Linked DNA regions of Zea mays: regions 1 and 2 are each linked to region 3. Evidence: chromatin contacts called from public Hi-C data. All regions are on one chromosome and are shown on one strand. Each heading gives the region's core, a stretch centred on a gene start, on an enhancer-like site or on the middle of the called end of the contact. The rest is flanking DNA. Distances are from core to core; before and after follow the strand shown.

Region 1 (3,179 bases), core at 536-3,035, 210 kb after region 3:
TAATTAAGTTCTTAACCTTTTTTTTATGGAGTGAAGTTATTTCTAATAAATCTAGAGTTTACGAAGCTCATTCAGATACTGTATAGTACATCATATGTATAGTAAGTCGTGTGAAGATACTCTTTACGAAAAAGTTGTCGCTTGTATTTTTTCTCTCTCTCTCTTTCAAATACTAGTAACTCTCTAGAGATCCGGTATTAAAAATAGGAGGCCCCGTTTGGAAGTAAAGTTTTTTCATGGTTTTTGAGAAATACCATAGTATCGGCTAATACTACGGTATTCTAGACTAGAAGCTGTTTGAGAGATCATTAGAAAACAGAGTTTTTAATACTATGGTTTAACCAAAACCACAGTATTTTTGGAGTATTTGATACAGATGTTCGGACCCAAGTTTTCTATTCGGCGCGTGTTTTCCCCCGTCGCAACCCGATCGACTCGCGCTATTTTCATACCCGCCAATATTTTTCTCCCGCCATCACCCAACTCTTCTAACGCACTCCCGCCGCCCCCAGCTCTTTCTCCTGCCGGCTGCCCAGATTCATCTCCTCCAGGCCACCCCTCCCTAGGTTCTCTTCCCCTGGATCTCTCTGCCACCCTTCTCGCTTGTGCAGTGGTCCATTGAGCCAGCACCACATGCGAGGAGCTGGGAAGGAGGATAGAACTGGTAAGTACCTGTTCATTCTCCTCTCTATTCATGTCTATTCATGGCAGAATCAAGCTGGCAAGGAGTTGGGAAGGAGGACAAAACTGAGAATGATTTCCATCTAACCATTGGTTGATTATCTTGTATTTGCTAGAATGTTTTGTCGGTTGATGGTTGCTGCATCATGTATTCGATGGACTAATTTTATTTTGAACTTCTCTAGCCGATGGTAACTGCTATTTGAATTTAAACTGTGCTACCAATCATGTCGAGCTGATGGTTGAATTTAAACAAGCCAAAAACTGTGCTACCAAACATAGCTATGTATTAAGAAATACTACGTTTTTACTACTGTTTTGCTAAAACTGTGGTTTTCTGTCACGACATCTTGTATACTATGGTTTTGATATACTGTAGTATTTGAAAGCTACAGTGCCAAACAGGGCCGGAGTGTGCATGTCCTAAGCACGTGGTGGTGGATTTTCTATTTTTCTTGACTTGGGGAGCCAGCCAGCCAGCCAGCCTGCAGCCAGGCACCACCATCCAATCCAACCCGGCGACCGAGAATGGGCGACCGCCGTCGTCATCATCCTCGGTCCATCCGCAGGCCGGCATCTCTATTTTGGCCCGCGCTCTCAATGGCCAAAGGTTCCCACAGTCAGTCAGCCACTCGTGGCAAATATAGGCGTACGACTATTAAAAATTTCAGTAGAGAGATGTCGGCGTCGGCGTCAGTCAGTCACGTCTCCTTCTGGTCCAGCGGCCGGCAACCTCCACGGCCCTTCTTTCTCCTCCGACCGGGCGGGCCCAGTCGCCAGGTCTTCGCACATAATCCCAAATCCCACATCACATTCGCGTGCGCGAAATCCACGTCCCCCCCTCGTTTGTTTATGCGGTCTCCCCAGCTCAGCTGCTGAATCGCCAAGGACGATCGAGCGCGTGTGCGAGACTGCGAGTGGAGTGGGTGATGATGGCGACGTGCGCTGGGAGGCGGCGGAAGCTTCTTTTTCTTCTTCCCGCTGCTGAGGGTCTGAGAGTGAGACGAGACCGCCCGGACGGACGGACCACCAGACGATATTACCATGGTCCTTCCTCCAGTCCCCGCTCTCTATATAATCACGCCCCGTACGTCCCGGGACGTCGCCACCCGAGCGCTCAGCTCAAACATCCCTACTCTCCTGCTCCTCTTCTTCCTCCTCCTCTCGCTCTCAAGCGCGTCTTCACTCCGGCCTAGCTCGGACGGATCGACATCGAGGGGAAAGGGAATAAGTGGGGGCGCCAGCAGATGGATCCATGGATCAGCAGCCAGCCTTCTCTGAGCCTTGACCTGCGCGTCGGCCTGCCGCCGCTCAGCCTCCACCAGGCGCCGGTGGCCGTCGCCTTGGCCAGGCCCAAGGTGCTCGTCGAGGAGAACTTCCTGCTGCCTCCCAAGAAAGAACCAGAGGTATACGCATACTCTTATGGGTCTTGCTCAGTTGGTGACGATCGACGACGAGCCAAAGAGTCTAACGGATTGTTTTCCTTCATTCGATGACGATCCAGGTGGCGGCCGCTCTCGAGTCGGAGCTACGGCGGATGAGCGAGGAGAACCGGCGCCTGGCGGAGGCGCTGGCCGCGGTGGTCTCCAAGTACGAGGCGCTGCGCAGCCAGCACACGGAGATGGTGGCCGCGTCGTCCGCGTCGGAGGGCGGGTCCGTGTCGCCGTCGCGGAAGCGCAAGAGCGAGAGCGCGGACACGGCGCCGGTGCAGCGCCTTCACCAGCAGCACGCGGCGGCGGACCTGTCGGAGTGCACCTCCGGCGGCGAGCCGCCGTGCAAGCGCGTCGTGCGTGACCGGGCGGAGGAGGTGGAGGAGGAGGAGGAGTGCAGGCCCAGGGTGTCGAAGCTGTACGTGCGCGCCGACCCGGCCGACCTGAGCCTGGCGGTGAGGGACGGGTACCAGTGGCGCAAGTACGGGCAGAAGGTGACCAAGGACAACCCCTGCCCGCGGGCCTACTTCCGCTGCTCCTTCGCCCCGGCCTGCCCCGTCAAGAAGAAGGTGCAGCGCAGCGCCCACGACGCCTCCGTCCTCGTGGCCACGTACGAGGGCGACCACACCCACGGCCCGCCCCCCTCGGGCTCGGGCTCGGGTTCGGGCGCCAGCAGCAAGAACGCCGCGAAGCCGCCGTCGCCGCCGCGCCGCCAGGAGGCTGCTGTCGCGGTGACTGCGGCCGCGGCGGCGTCGGAGATGGTCCGGCGGAACCTGGCGGAGCAGATGGCGGTGACGCTGGCGCGGGACCCCAGCTTCAAGGCGGCGCTCGTGTCCGCGCTGTCCGGCCGGATCCTCGAGCTGTCGCCGACCAAGGACTGACGGACCGCAGACGGATCGGATCGAGCGGCGTGACACGAGATTCTCGCCTCAGGGCTCAGGGTGTCTTCGCACGCACGCGGCAATGGTCGGCCGAACAGGAGACGAGGATCTGCAGCCCAGCACCAGGGACGAGCAGACCGGGGCTGCTCGCGCGGCCGGACATGGCGTGGACCGGTGTCCAGACTCC
Region 2 (3,472 bases), core at 938-3,437, 170 kb after region 3:
CCTGATATTGTGGTTGCTCCACCTGATGATGATGGTGCGTCTTCGGCATGTGATTGACACAATGGCTCTGCACGTACTTGATGGTGGATGTGCCTTTGAACAAGCTGTAATGGAGAGAGGGCGAGGAAATCATTTATTTGATTTTTCTGTTTGACCTTAAATGTAAAGAGCACACATATTATGTTTGGAGGCTATACTCATTTGCTCAGGTACTTGTTGCTGTCTATAGTTTGAAAATTTAAAATGGCACCTCAGTGTTCTAACGGCAGAATATCTCTGTTCTTTTTACTCGTTCATATTTGCTATTCTTTTTTTGAACGAAGTGGCAGGAGCTCTGCCTTTCAATTAAGAGAGAGGAAAAAAGTTAGAGTACATAGGTGCGGCAACCCTCAGGCCATAGAATTAGGCACCTAAGAAGGAACACGACAGACAACCCTAGTACAAGCCAAGGCGGCTGGACGCACTTTTATAGAGCAAGACACACTCTCTTACTCTCCCTGCGATCTGGAGCGGTGACAGCGCATATTTGCTATTCTTAGTTGAAGTTAGACTATCAAAAGTATTGTGCTTCATTTCTGCTACCAAAGATAACAAGCACACAACACTATGATGTCCATTGTGTCCGTTGCACAAGGAGAACTTGTTAAGTTGTCGAATAAGGCGTTACTTAGTTTAGTTTCTTGGAACTTCTGCGTGTATGTATATATGTTTTTCTTGATCAATAGAACTTTATATCTATGACCATATTATGACTGGAATATTTTTTTTTGAGAACCAAGTCACAATTTATTACATCCATAAAATTTCAATTAAGTACGAAAAATGTTTGTGCTCTTGTGATATTGTAATATTAGAACACTATTTTTTTTATCTATACACCCAGTCACCACCCACATTGAGACCAGTTAATAGCTTACTGATTATGTGTCAGCAACAATGAGCCTATGTAATTTGTAGTTAATGGATTCATGTGCCACAGACTCGTAGTTGACTGACTGGGTGTTCGGAAGACAACCCTTGTGTTGACTGATAATATCTGATTTATTTTATAAGAGGTCTCTTGTGAAGACAAATCTACTGCGGCACATAATATCTGATTTGTTTGGAAGACAACCCTTGTGAAGACAAATCTACTGTGTTCTGGTGTTTTAAATTCCACATGATGTCTCTTCTGTAATTCCCATTGCATGAATACTCATTGTTCATTGTCTTGTATATCAGATTGTTGAGGTTCTTACAGAATCCTTGACACTCAAGGAGACCTGGACTCCAACAAAGGTTGCTCGGCTTATGCAACAAAGGTGTCTGACATTCTTCATAACAGTAGCGCTCCTGTGAAGAACGCATCTGCATTCCGAACGAAGTTTGAAGCTTCTTTGGCAGATGTTATGGTATGGAGAGCTTCAATGACTTGTATCACTGGAAGGATTACCGCTGAAGCTCTGAAGACTCTTCTAAACATTCCCTTATTATTGCTAACTCCAACGCATTCTTCTCTGCAGACAGAAGTTGAAGACAGATTGAAATTTCTGTCATGCAGTACCGTGAATCTCTTGAGGAGCAGGGTCTGCGAAACTCGGATGAGATTGAGAGGAAGGTTGCCAGTCATCGAAGGCGTCTTCAGTCAGTCAGAGTATGGTTTATCCACTTCAACTGATGGCGTGCTAACAGCAGGCGGTCTTCTGGTGTGTAAGAAGGCCCAGCAGGAAGGACACCTGCGTATTTGATAGCATCATTTCTTTTGTTTTGGATTTGAACTTGCATCGTCATTGACTGCCACAACTCACTAACAATGAGCCATGCTGTACCCCTCAACTGCATTCAGTCTTTTATTTTGTAAGCTAGGCACACATCACGCACATGATTATCCGAGGAAACGGCGTCGGAGCCAGAGCAGAAGCCGCAGCCCAGTCACAGGAAAGGGATGGAGAGCACAATCGCATGGGAGAGAGTGAGAGACGACCGCGTGGGAGGAAAAGAACGAACGGAGGGAAAAAAAAATATAGCCTTTTTGGCTGACAACAAATGCACCTATCTTTATTAGAGATGAATTATTGGTGATCCGCATATTTTTGTTAGGGTTGATTGATCCGAAGAAACAGTATTGGGGACCACCTGCCATTGTTTTGTGAATGAATTAGTGGTGAGCTGCTATGCTCTCTCTCACTCCTTATCCCTTCTCTATCCGCCAGAGGGAAATACCCATTGATCTCATCTCATGCCCTGTTGCCGCGCCTGCTCCTCCTTCCCCATCCGCGCCCACCGCCGCCCCTCCGGCAGCCCCGCCACGAGCCCACCCGCAAGCTTCCCGCACGGCCACCGCTGCCTGGTATCAATCAAACCAGTCGTCCGTCCTCCTTTCCTTCAAATCAAGTCCATTTCCACTCCCTGTCTACCCTCTCCCTCGTCTCTGGTGGGCGGTGGCCTCGCCTCCCTTTCCCCGTCGCCCTGATGGCTCCCTCCGCAGCTCTCGCTCCGGTGGCCTTCCGCTCCGCCTTCTCGACTCCGCTCGCGTCGAACCCTACCCGTAAGTCCCGAAGCTCCAGCTTTTACGGCCCCATTTTGGTCGGTTCTTCCTCGGTTTACGATTTGGAGGCGGGAGTAAGTGAGAAATCTGGAATCGGTTCCTCCCCAACGGCTGGACAGCGCATTATCCATGTGCTGAGTGTCTGATTTGGGGTAGAGTTCCATTGGAGGTAGGGCGTCGACCGGGGTCCCGTGCGGGAGCATCAGGCGCGGTTTGGTTTCGTTGGGACTTGTGAGCAGCTATCACTGATGGTAGCCGGCTGCCTGGCTTGGAGCCGTTGAGCTCGAGTCAGAACTGTTTATCTTGGAACGATTACTCAGCTGGACCTGCTGATGAACAATTACGAGCATGAGAAAATTACTCTAGGTTTTTAGATTGACTATGGACTCTTGTTGCTTTGTTGAACACTTGAACCAAACTTCTATAAAATGGACTCTTGCGCACTTATTCTAGACTGACATTCTTTTGTACTGAGTCACCAGTGCATACTTGCTGATAGTTTGATGTTGGATTGGGTAACATCTGAACATCTTGTGCCCACTCTTGACTGTTGTTCAGGTAATAGAATAAACATAGAAGGCACTTTCTGTTTGCCGTGTTCCGCAAGGAAGAGAGCTAGTTATAGATCTTTCCGAGTGTACAGTTTATTTGGAGGGAAGAAGGATAAAGATGAGAATGGCGATGAAGCGCCATCGAAAGTAAGTAGTTGACTGACCATCTTGTTTCCGCTGTTATTGTTAAGGTTCTGTTCCTAATATTATCTAGAACTAAAAATAACACTCTAATTTCATTTTTTGGACAATTCATTATGTATATATTTATGGGAGAAGTCCATTTTTTGTCCATTTAACTCTGATACCAGAAATCTTTTGCCATTGAACAATGAAAGCCATTCATGTTTGGTCATTGAGCTGGTTTCAATGGTGGTTTTGCTGACATGGATGA
Region 3 (3,481 bases), core at 669-3,168:
TCCGTGAACTTGCGCACGATCGCCTCGTAGTCCGTCTCCCACGGGTTCTCCGTCGCCTGGTCGAACTCCATGTCGCTGAACACGAACACGCGACGCACCATCCGCTCCGGCGCCAGCCTGGCGCCAACGGCCACCTCGAGGATCTTGTCGAACACCGCCTGGAAGTCGGTGTTCGTGCCCCAGGCCATGCTTTGGATGAACCTTGTCTTCTCGGAGAGGGTCTCGCCGGCGATCCTGTGGAGCTCCGGCCGCCTGCTGAAGGTGACCACGCGGCCGCGCCATGGGTCGTCGCTGAGCTCGGACACGAGGAGGCCGAGGGCCACGCACACCTCCATGGGACGGCCGTACATGCTCCCGGACACGTCGCACACGGCGACGCAGTTGCTCAGCTTGCCGAGCGCGCGCATGTCGTCGACCATGCGCTGCCACTGCAGGTCGGCCACTTCGCCACCGCTGTGGTTTTCGAGGGAGGCGATGATCTCGTGCGGGAGCAGCGCGCCCGCGGCGATCCGCTTCTTGCCGGACTTGACGTCGGCGAGGTAGGCGTTGAAGCGGTCGGCGTCGTGCTTGAGGAAGAGGTCCGTGTAGTTCTTCATGGCCACGGAGGCGACGCGGGTGTACCTAACCGACTCCCACGCGCGCGCCGAGATGAAGACCTCGGGGAGCTTGAGCGCGCGGCGGAGCGGCACGAGCGCCACCCTGCGGAGCCGCTCGCGCGCGCGGTACGCGTAGTGCTCGTCCGCGAGGTCCGCGGCGAGCTCGGGCGCGGAGCCCTTGGGGAAGAGGCGACGCGCGACGGCCTCACAGATGAGCGTGGAGTGGTCGTAGGAGGAGTCCAGCGACGGGCACCACTTGGCGGCGAGAGAGAACTCCCGGACCTTGCCGGCCGCGAGCTTGCGCATGTCCTCCGCGATGAGCCCCGCGAAGAGGTCGGCCGTGCGGTCGTGCAGGAACCGGTAGGCGGGGTCGTTACTGTACATCTCGACCGCCCTCGCAGCGGCCTCCGCTCTCCTGGTCCGGCGCGCCACCACGGCCGCGGCCGCGAGTCCCCGGTCGCGCTCCAGGCTGGCCGCGACGCGCTCCTCCGTTGAGCCGACGCGCGTGGCGGCCCGTTCCGCGCGGCTGCAACGCGTACGGTTGCCGAAGCAGACGCGGCGGCCCCGGCCTCGGCTGCACTTGGTGGTTAGGCGTGCCTTCTTGCCTGGGGTCCTGGTGGACACCCCGCCGTGCACGATGCGGTGGAGCAGCTCGGGGAGGTCCTTGAGGTAGCCGAAATCGGCGAGGGAGGCGGCGTTTTGGGCCAGCGTGCGCGGATGCCGCGCGTGGAGCCAGAGCGCGGAGGCGTAGAAGCCCTCGCGGTCGGACTTGCCGCTCCCGCGCACGCCGCGGAGGTTGGCCACGAGGCGGAGCGCGGTGTCCGGGTCGGCCGCCCAGGCGGCGCCCAGGAGCGACTCCACGGAGGCGGCCGGCGTGCCGGGCACCACGTGGAAGAAGAAGTCGAGGCAGGGGTCCCCCGAGGACACGAACGTGGGGGAGAAGTTCTCGGTGAGCGCCTTCCCGCCCGGCCCCGCCGCCGCCGCGAGCGCGGCGAACTCGTTGGAGAACGCGTCCGTCAGGTCTGGGAACTCCTCCCGCGTCGGCGCTAGCGCGGCCCCAGTGGCCAGGGCGGCGGAGTGGCTCTGGCGAGCCTCGGGTGGGCCCACGAGGATGTAAGGGGCGTCGGCAATTCCCACGGTGATCGCCATCGTAGGATCTGGGCCTTAGCCTCGCTCGATCGGCTTGAGCAGAGCTTGGGCCGCGGAACTGGGAGGTGTACGGCTACTGCGGGCTGAGGGGGACTGAGGGGGGCCTTCGGGTAATCGGATGTTCTGAGGGCTGCTGGTGGTGAACTGAAGACTGAAGAGACAGGACAGTATATGGGGCTGAGGTTTCTTGGCAGCCAAGGATGGTTTGGGTCGGTGAGATCGATGAACCGACTTGTGCGTATATCGTGTCCATCGGGAAACTTTTTCTTTCCTTATTTTTTGTTGTCTCACCAAAAAATAAGGGCTTATTCGGTTAGCTCCCAATTCACATGGATTGAGTGGAATTTAATGTGTTTAAATTCTAACTAAGTCAAACTTTTTCTTAATTTTTTCAAATCCCATCCAATCCATAGGTAACGGGATTAACCGAACAAGGTCTAAGGCTTTGTTTGGTTAATCCTGTTACCTATAGATTAGATGGGATTAGAAAAAATAAAGAAGCGTTTAACATGTTTGGAATTTAAACCCACTCAATCCACATGGATTAAGAGCTAACCGAACAAGCCCTAACACGGTTATTTTACATTGTAGATTTTATTGTTCATAGATTTAAGTTTAAATATAGGAACGAGGATAGATAAATTGGTAAAGATAGCCTAATGGCTGATAGCCTCCAACGACCGATTGCAATCGGACCTGGACACACCGTCACTAACACAAGGAACGACGTGAGGTGAGTTAGTTATGATAACCATAGGTTATGATAACCATATTCTGTTATTTATTTTCTGGCTTCCGTCTCCAAACACTTACAACGCCACATTTACACCCGTGGCCCACTCAACAGCCCAACACGACCCACGCACCCATCGGCCCACTCCCTTGAATACAAATATTCACGCACATGCTCCCAGGCTCCGCCATTAACTCCGGCACCCTCTTCCTGGTCCGCAACACTGTCTCTGCTGCCATTGGTGATAGGTCCCCCGACCAAAGAATCCGCTTGTCCCCGAGCGAGAGCAGATGGAAACCAAGCCTTCACCAAATAATAGTCCTCCCACGTAGCTGACTCCACTAGATTCTCTGTCCACTTGATCAATACCTGGGGAACAGCCCGATGACCCTTACGTACCAACCGATGATCCAAAATAGCTTTAGGAAACACATCCGTACGAGAGAGGTTAGCCAACTTGGGGAGAGTTATGAACACAGATGTATACCTCAGATGAAAAGGCTTTAATTGGGAGACATGAAACGCCGAGTGAACTTGGGCATCAGCAAGGAAGTCCAAATGGTAAGCACCCAAACCAATCCGAGCCATCACTTTGAAATTCTGAGCGTATGGTTGAAGCTTCAACAATACTTTTGTGGTTTCGAAAACCGGGGGACAATAGAATTTGTGTTCAGTGGGGGATGCTAGCATGGAACTCACTTCGAATGGTGAATCGCTGGGACGTTTGAGACAGAGAATTATACTGGTTGAGGCTTGCGTCCTAGTCCAGTGTAGCATTGATTGTAGTATTGCTTGAGGACTGTGTTGCAGCTGGTGCGTGCGTGAGAAGGAGGGGGTCCTGCCCTTTTATAGCTCAAGAGTAGTACCTTACAGTGGGGACTTGTATTATATTGATGAGAGCATGGCTCGTTGTCCTTGGGTGGCATAGTTCTTTTGACGTCGTCCGTAGAGTCGTGCGTAGCCATACTCTCGGTATGGTGTATCGCTTCATCCGTCCAGTATA

The links. A called contact is a pair of places that touch in the nucleus more often than the background predicts.
Region 1: a Hi-C map of leaf shows a contact between it and region 3, with 6 times the contacts expected there. The contact joins the promoter of LOC100281342 here to the promoter of LOC103654870 in region 3. A contact is called at or near these places in 2 of 25 Hi-C or Micro-C datasets (bundle sheath and leaf).
Region 2: a Hi-C map of ear shows a contact between it and region 3, with 4 times the contacts expected there. The contact joins the promoter of LOC100273072 here to the promoter of LOC103654870 in region 3. A contact is called at or near these places in 5 of 25 Hi-C or Micro-C datasets (ear, leaf, root tip and 2 more) and 1 of 3 datasets of contacts at active chromatin or transcription factors (leaf).

The regions. Positions count from the first base shown.
Region 1 is chr4:243,665,088-243,668,266 of Zm-B73-REFERENCE-NAM-5.0, forward strand. It overlaps LOC100281342, which reads left to right and starts at 1,786. Exons shown (of 2, transcript NM_001154260.2): 1 at 1,786-2,087; 2 at 2,186-3,179. The coding sequence starts at 1,929. The coding sequence ends at 2,992.
Region 2 is chr4:243,626,847-243,630,318 of Zm-B73-REFERENCE-NAM-5.0, forward strand. LOC100273072 reads left to right here and starts at 2,188. Exons shown (of 7, transcript NM_001360163.1): 1 at 2,188-2,527; 2 at 3,086-3,225. The coding sequence starts at 2,452.
Region 3 is chr4:243,459,222-243,462,702 of Zm-B73-REFERENCE-NAM-5.0, forward strand. It overlaps LOC103654870 (Uncharacterized conserved protein UCP015417 vWA), which reads right to left and starts at 1,919. Exons shown (of 1, transcript XM_008681688.4): 1 at 1-1,919. The coding sequence starts at 1,745.